Regions from separate parts of the Muntiacus reevesi genome. Here region 2 is linked to region 1. Evidence: chromatin contacts called from public Hi-C data. All regions are on one chromosome and are shown on one strand. The core of a region is the stretch at or near the end of the contact, and the rest is flanking DNA. Distances in the headings are between cores, read along the strand shown.

What was found. Hi-C and Micro-C count contacts between places; a contact is called where the count stands out from the background.
Region 2: a Hi-C map of blood shows a contact between it and region 1, with 2.5 times the contacts expected there. The contact joins the promoter of REV3L here to the promoter of CCN6 in region 1. A contact is called at or near these places in 2 of 3 Hi-C or Micro-C datasets (blood and muscle).

The regions. Positions count from the first base shown.
Region 1 is chr19:36,195,047-36,198,877 of mMunRee1.1, reverse strand. CCN6 (cellular communication network factor 6) reads left to right here and starts at 1,823. Exons shown (of 5, transcript XM_065911518.1): 1 at 1,823-1,870. The coding sequence starts at 1,823.
Region 2 is chr19:36,731,231-36,735,422 of mMunRee1.1, reverse strand. It overlaps REV3L (REV3 like, DNA directed polymerase zeta catalytic subunit), which reads right to left and starts at 2,574. Exons shown (of 32, transcript XM_065911638.1): 1 at 2,055-2,574. The coding sequence starts at 2,193. LOC136150844 (a long non-coding RNA gene) reads left to right here and starts at 3,069. Exons shown (of 4, transcript XR_010659941.1): 1 at 3,069-3,151.

The DNA.
Region 1 (3,831 bases), core at 574-3,073:
TAAACCAGAGACATGAAAATAATGGATCATTTTGGACTAACACAGACCCATCTTCCTTAATTAGGCTGTTTTCAGATGTTAGGGAGACCAAGCTTATACTGCTGCTCCCTGTATGACAGGCCAATCAATCAAGAGATGAATTCTTTGGGCAAGGAACATAACTTTATTTGGAAAGTCAGCAAGCCAAGAAGATGGTGGAACCGTGCCCCAAAGAACTATCTTCCCAGAGTTAGAATTCAGGCTTATTTTATAATAAAAGGGAAGGGAGGAAAGTCAAACATTTCCTGATCTGTCAGCCTCCAGAGGGGATGTGTTAATTTCTTCCTTCCTGCGGTTATTCACAGGAGGGTCTGGTTGCGGGTATTTCCTGTGAGCTAAACAAAGGTATTTTATTGATATAACTTTACTTTCATTACCTGGGAGGCAGGGTTCCCAGAGATGAGCCATGATGTTTAATTTTAGCTTATAGGCAACATCCCTTTGGTGATTAACTTGTAATAGAATACGAAGGTTTTTCCCTGTTACACAGATTTTACACTGTTTCTCAGGCAGGAAGGTGAGGAGTTGACATCATACCTAGGCTGGGTATTCCTTGTTTGGTGTGTGTGTGATTATGGTGTAATTGACTACTTAGTAAGCCATGTGGGGTATGTTTGCACATTTTATGGAGTCCCTGGCTCTCTGAGGACCCCAGAGTCCTTGTTGTTGGCAGGAAGCCCAGTTTTTTCCAGGTCTCCAACCTTCCGTCACTGTGTCTTTATACACAGAAAGAGAGGCGAGCAGTGAGCCCAGGAGAGGTGACAAGTAAATCGAAGACAGGTGACAGGTCACAGGGAATAGAAATTGGCCCTAGAATGGGGGCAGGAAGATGGGCCAGACACTGGATCCACAAGAAGACAAAACCCCATTGTAGGTGCACCCCAAGATGCACAGACAGAGACTAGAGTTGAAAGTTGGGTAAAAAAGCCACAAACCACTGGACATGGGAGGAGATGGGCTGGTGACCACACACGCTGGGGAGGTGGGAATTAGAAGGGAAGGGGTGTACAAATCTATAATGACTTTAAAAAAAAATCTTGATTTGTTAAATGAATTGATTGCCACTAGTGTAACTGTTTTGTCTTGGCCCTAAAAGATTGGGGTTAACTTCACTCTTGTCTGTCATGGGGCTGTGGCCGCAAAAAGCGGCTTCTCTTGGGCCCCAGATGGTAGGTGTCCACCTGGGTTCCATCTACAGCATTTCCAAACCTAATCCACCTGCTAGGAGAAACGTGCTGTCACAGAGGTAAGCACCGGGCACTGTGGTAAGAAGCTGCAGAGTGAGGGAAGGTGGGGCGAGCCTGTTACAGCTGGGCAGTGGCGGGCTGTGATGGGGTGGTCAGAGGCCAGACTTGTCTCCTGTGTTTTGAGGCCCGGGGAGAACAAGCAAGTAGCAAATAGATGGCCTGGGGCGGCAAACCCAGAGGACAGGCTGAGGGTTACGGCGGGTAACCCGTCTAATATCACCGTTTTGCTCAAGGCTGCTCCTGGAGCGGGAAGAACAACAGTTCCTTCAAGCAGAAGTCACCCTTGGTCTGCCCCTCTCCGTCCCGGGAGGAGCGCGCTCCAGGCCACCGCGAAGGTAAATATGAGAAGGGTCGCCTGAAAGTAAACAGGCTATTAAAAGGGATCTGGGAAAGCGAAAGCAGAGCCTGAGAGCTGGAGCACAAAGTCGGGAGCTGGGCGGTGGAGGCGTGGGTCCTTCCTCCAGGAGACAGAGCAGAGCTTTGTGCGCGGGCCTCGCAGCATCTCAGCATCTCCGGCCCGAGGCCGGCCCGGGGCCATGCGGGGGCCGCTGCTCTCCACGCTTCTCCTGGCCGCGCTGTGGCAGGTACGTCCCCCCGGGGGCTGCGGGGGCCCTCACTTCCTCAGGTCAGAAATCAAAAAGGAAGAGAAGATGGGGGACGTGGAGGGGTGCGCTCCTTGTGGAAATACCTCCAGACGAGTAGGGAGCCATGATCTTCTAATCAAGTCCTGTTTTAATTCATTAGCTTCGGGGGAGAGTGGAAAACGTCGCTCCCTTTCGGGGTAGGGCACTTAATCCTGCTTCGGATATGTTTGAACAGCTCCCAGGTTTTCATAAAATGTATTTTTTCCCTTCTTTTAACTGGAGTCTGCCGGGAGCTGGCTGCCCTGCGGGCGGGGTGGGTGGCCGTGCCGTCTGCCGGCGCCAGGCGGGCGGACTGCACAGAAGTCCTGGAAAAAGTGACCCTGACGGCTCTCTTCAGCTAAGCCTGTGCTGTTTGAGAACGCTTCGGAGCAAACACTTCATATTTTTAAAACATTCTATTTTTTTTTGTCTTTTCTTAACCCGTGTGTTTTCCACTTTTCATGAGACAGAATCAGTCCACAGGGTTTTTAAATATTTTGAGCAGCAGACCAAAGGGAAGTTTAATTCAATATGAGCGATTCTTTGCTTTAGCATTTTTTTTTTTTTTTAATTGAGACGATTGAATTGGGGTGGCTTATATTATGGATTTATCTACATGGTGGAGGTTTTTGCTAGCTCAGAGGACAGAGCTTTTGAAACCTGGTGTTTTAGAATACAGGGATGTGTGTGTGAGTTAATTTGAGGTAGTTAAGCAGCAGATGTATTTTAGAAAACGGGGCAGGGATGTGTTAGAATTGTTATATATGGAGAGATTTAAGATCTTAAAAGGGTCATGACAAGAATGTCAGTGGTACCATTATGTGGACGGATGGAGAGATGCTTTTCCCCAGTAGGAGTTAGATAGGGCTGTCTATTGCCTCGTCCACTGCCCTTCAGGAAAAAGTCTGCCACTTTTGTAGATTGAGAACTACAGTATATCCCTAAGCAGCAAGTCTTCCAACAGAGAGAGATGTGCTCAAAATAAAAAAACAAGAAGAGGTTATAGATAGAGCAACAAGAAAATATTATGCTTAATGGCAAAGTTAAGGGTCTGAAGTTTTGAAGGGGTTGATAGTACCTACCATGTATAGAAAATCTAATATGTGCCAAGAACTGTGCTTCACACTTTAGTGATTAGATAATAACTCAAAATAACCTTGCAAAGTGGATATTATTGATCCTGTTGTACAGAGGAGGATTGAAGCTCAGAGATCAAATAAATGAATGTTATCTAAGATAAGCGTAGTTCTGTGGTCAAAGCCCTCATTCTTTCTGTTGTATTGTTCTCATGATTCTTTTGTTGTCTTAATATTTTGATTTTGAAAACAATCAAAATATCTGAAGAAGCCTGTGATTATGAATGACTTTATGTTTTGCTTCTTGTGGTTTTTGGTTTCCTATTATGCACATGTTAACTTTTAAGAAATAAATGTTATTTTGAAAGCCTTTAAAAAATATCTGAAGAAAAAGAAAATTATATGTAACTCTTTATATTTATCCACACATTTACCATTTCCAGCATCCTTGATTTCTTCTTGCATTTCTAGCATACTATCTGTTGTAATCTTCTCTTCAGGTGGAAGAGCTTCCTTTACTATTTCTTGTGAGGCAGGCATGCTAGCAACAGTTACTCTCAGCTTTTGTTTATCTAGAAATGTCTTTAATTTCACCTTAATTTTTGAAAGATAGTTCCACTGGAGATAGAATCCCAGGTTGACAGTTTTTTTTCCCCCCTCTTGGCATTGTCTCAGGGTGTCTTGTTCTTATTTTCCTTCTCCTTTTTTAAAGACATAATATTTTGGTGGTGTTTTAGGGTCACACAAATTTGAGAGGAAGGTCTCAGAGATTTCCTCTTTACCACCTGCTGCTGCGCGTGCATAGCCTCCCCCCTCCACTCCCTGATTATCAGTGTCTCCTGAAAC
Region 2 (4,192 bases), core at 1,325-3,824, 540 kb before region 1:
TCCTTAACAACTTAAAGTCTGAAATTCTCTGTAACAAGTTTTGTATCTTTCAGTGTATATACAAAAAAACTGATTTACATTATACATTTCAAGGTGTATTTTTAAAAATCCAGTTTGTTTTTTTTTTAAAGGGGAGTGATGCTGGTAATCTATTGTAAGATGGCCAAGAGAAAAGAATATGTATTTCTTTCTACAGACTAGTTCACGTCTTTTTTTAATACTGAGAAACAAATGTACACCATATTCTTTATTTTTAAAAGATTTTTAATATAATAAAATTACTACTAGCTCACAATGAAATTTTTTTTCCACAAACAAAACTTGTCTATAAAACAAAGCCTGCAAATCACTCAACGATACATATTTAATGACTAGTGTAGAAAAAAGAATTATGTGTAGAAAAGTAACCCAAACCATATAAATTGTAATACCTAGTATATGCCACAGTATTAGCACGTCCCCTGATAATTTCAAAATGTGGCTGAAGAGAGTTATATCAACATCACTATCTTAGTTTTCCTCTGTACCTGAAGTGAAAAAAATAGTATATTACACTGAAATTCCAATTAGAAATAAAGACAGCACCACTATACTTAAAAGGGCAGAAAATCTATCCTTCAAAACATTTTATTGCCTCTATTCTCCAGCCTCTAAGTTTCAGGTGTTACACTTTCAACTGCATTCAAATGCCCCATCTTAAAAACTCCATATCATCAAAAGCTTTGTCACTATTTTAAAAAGAAATATCAAATACCATTCTATCAAATCTCACTAACAACACTGAAATTTTTAACGAAGAGAATTCACATTAAAAGATAACTGCTTAGAATGAGTGCTTGAGTTTGGAAAGTGCTATTATCTTGATAGCCCACAGGAAAACTGACTGTAGTAATAAGATGAATGGTGATGCAAGGAGCATCAAGTGGGAAATGCTATCTAAAATCCCATAGGGCAGTACATAGCTAGAGAGCATCTCTTTCTAGGAGGCAGCTCCATTATTTCACATAGGCAGTTCAAAGCGTGTAGAAAAGCAAAGCAATTTAAAATCTTGCAAATCTGGCCACTATCCTACTTATACTATCATAAATCCCCAAGAGCTTCTGAGAACGTAGCTTCTGTCTCCCCACCCCACTTGTTCGAAATAGTTTTTGAAAACAAAACAGCGTATTAAAAAGCGTATTGTCTTAAATGTACGTGTATTTAAAATGCAATCCTACAACCCAGCATAGAGACATTGCTTTAATGTTTGCCTTGCTGGGCTTAGCTGTGGTTCTTATGAAATTGACGCTATGAAGTGGGATGTTTTACACTGGGCGACATAAACATGCATTTCCTACTTCCGCGGATACACACTTCCCTGAAAGCAACGCACCTGGGGACGGAGCCCTGCCCCCAGACTCCGAGGCTTTACTTGAAACTCCAGAGTTACGACCTGCCCTCACAGCAGAACCACATGGTCACCTCAATGAGAAAGATTATCTGGCCCCAGGCGCCACTCTTCAGCCCACAGCATCTCCAGAAGGGGCAGAGGAGAGCGCTGATAAGAAGAGGCGACGAGGAGCGACTGACAACAGAGCTGACACTTCCCTACTCCTCAAGCCGTTTCCAGCAAGGGGCACTTGGGAGACGCAGAGGGTGTCCGAGGTCCCACCAGTCACCCACCTCAGAGGGGGGACCCTGCGCGCCCGCTCACGGAAGACATGGCGCGGCCACCTGACCCAGTCCTCCTGGGCGAGAGCGACGCCCGCTCCGCCTGCCCGCGCGACCCCGAGTGCGGACCGGGCTCCCGACCGCCGCACGCAGTGTAAACACTCGGCGCCCGCCGCCTCCCCGCCTGGGGTTGGATGGGGGAAGAGGGGGCGGAACGCTCGCGCGGACCCACATTTTTGCGCCTCTTGTCACGCTCGGGAGGAAAAGGCGAGGAGGGCGAAGGGGAGGGAAGACGCGGCAGCGATCAGCCTAGAGGGCCGGCGCCGGCGGCGTGCGCGCGAGTGCGCGGCGGGGAGAGCTGCCCGGGCGCCCGCCGCTCCCGCCCGCGCCCCGCGCCCGCTTACCTGCCGGGGTCGCTCCGAAGATTCGCACCACCGGCACCTTCTTGACAGGGGCCTGGGTGAGGGGGGATTGGCAGATATCCAGTCCCTGCAGCGGGCTGGCCATGTAGTAGTCGGCAGTCACTATCCTCACTGAAAACATGTTTGCCGCCGCCGCCGCCACCTCCTCTTCACTAGCGACCTGGCAACGGCAGCAGCAGCGGCGGTTCCTTCCGCAGCGGCGGCCCCACAGCAGCGGCGGCGGCGGCGCCCCCTCCCCTCCGCGACTCGGCCCCCTCCCCTCACACTCAGACACGGCGAGCCGCGGCGGCGGGCGGGGCGGCGTGGGCACTGCTGCCGCCGCCTCCTCAGGAGCACCCGGCGAGGGGCAACCGGGGAGAAGCCCTCGCGCTTTCGTCGGTGCTGCTGCTGCTGCTACCGCCACTGCCGCCGCCGCCGGGAATCACACGGGCTCCTCGGTCCCCGGCTGCAGCTCTTGTTGCCATGATGATGATGTCACGGACGCAACCACTGGGGGAGGGGAGAAGGGGTTGTGTGTGTGTGTGTGAGCGTGTGGGGCGAAGGGAGGGCCAAGAGTAGTTGGGGGAGGGGACACGGCGGGAAAGGGAGGGAGCGGGGCGGGCAGCCGAGCGGGACACCCAAGCGGGGGGCCGAGTAGGTGTTTTCTCCCCCCGCCCCCGGGCACGCCGCGAGGGCGGTGGCTGCGGGAGAGCCGGGCCCGCGCGGGGCACGGGGAATCGATGACTCGGCCGGTGGGCACGGCCACCTGGGGTGAGGGGCAGCGGAGGGAGGGGGCGGTGGAGCACCGATGTCATGGATGGGCTCTGAGGGCCCGGCGGGGAGGGGGACGCCAGTGTTCAGGGTCGTTTTTTGGCGGCTAGGCGGGATTGGCCGGAGCCGCGGCGATCGCGCTCGCTTCGCCGACCGCCATTTCACATCCTGCAGAGAAGGCGGGGGCAGCCGCGGAAACGGCCTTTTACAAGGTAAGAAAACCCGCCCGCGGGAGTAGGGCGGGGTGGGGGGAGGAGGCGAGGCGCAGATCTCGTGCCGCCGCGGCCTCGCGGGAGGCGGGGGCGGCGGACGCAGCCGGCCCTTCTCAGGTAACGCCGCGGCCTCGCGCGTGGCCCAGGGGCGGTGCGAGGGGCGGGGGCGCGCGAGCGCGGGCTTCGGCCTATAAAAGGGCCGCCCCGCCGCTCCCTCCCGAACGTGCGAGACGCCGGGCCCCCTCCTCCTCCTCCTCCGCCGTCGTTCTGCAGTGTCTGCACCCGGCCGGTTAATGAGATTTATTCACGCCTGGCTCTGCTCATCTTTGCCAGGGGTTGGCAGATCCAGTGCACAGGGATTTCCCACCGCGGTGTTTTTCTCCCGCCCCTGTGCTTCCCTCTCGCCGTAGTATATCCTTCCTTGGTTTCCTCCCGGGGCCTGCAGGCTGCGTCCCGGGCGCGCGCCTGGACATGTAAGGACTTGTCAGTTCCCAGTGACCTCCTCCCTCCCCTCCCTTCCCTGGCGGAATGTGGGATTAAGAGCCCTTCAGCGAAATTTTCGGCCAAAGAAGAGGCCCTTGAAAGTCACCGCATCAGATGTGGACTCCCAGTGTTATTCATTAATGGTTTGTGTGAGGGTTTACTAGCCTAAGGCCAGAAAGCAAAAGGGAAGGACCGTTAGACAAAACAACTTCATCCAAAAAGGAGGGGGTGCAGTTGTGAAAGCGAGAGGGGGGAAATATAGGGTACTAGGCGATGCAGCTGGGTTGTCCATAATATTGGAACCGTTAGGTTTTTTGTCTGACTTGGGCACTAATATTGGGCGTGACCTTGGACAAATTGTTTTTTTTTTTTCGGGGCCTCTGTTTGCTCATCTGTGAAACGAGAGTTTTCACATAAAAATTTATAAGAGTTTCTTCCCAGCAAAATTATTTAAGCAGTAGACGGCAGAAACCGTGTTTTCAAGTTTGAAATATGCCACTGAATTAGGACTTTTGACAGTCATTTTCAGTCTACCCAAATTAGAGATCATTCTTTCATACATGTATTTCCAGGTGTATTTTAATGGTTAGTAGGTTGCTATATATTTGAAGTGTTGTGAGAGATCCTCATTTGGAATACTGTGGTTCTCAAAGTAGGAAAACCAGAAGGCTCAAA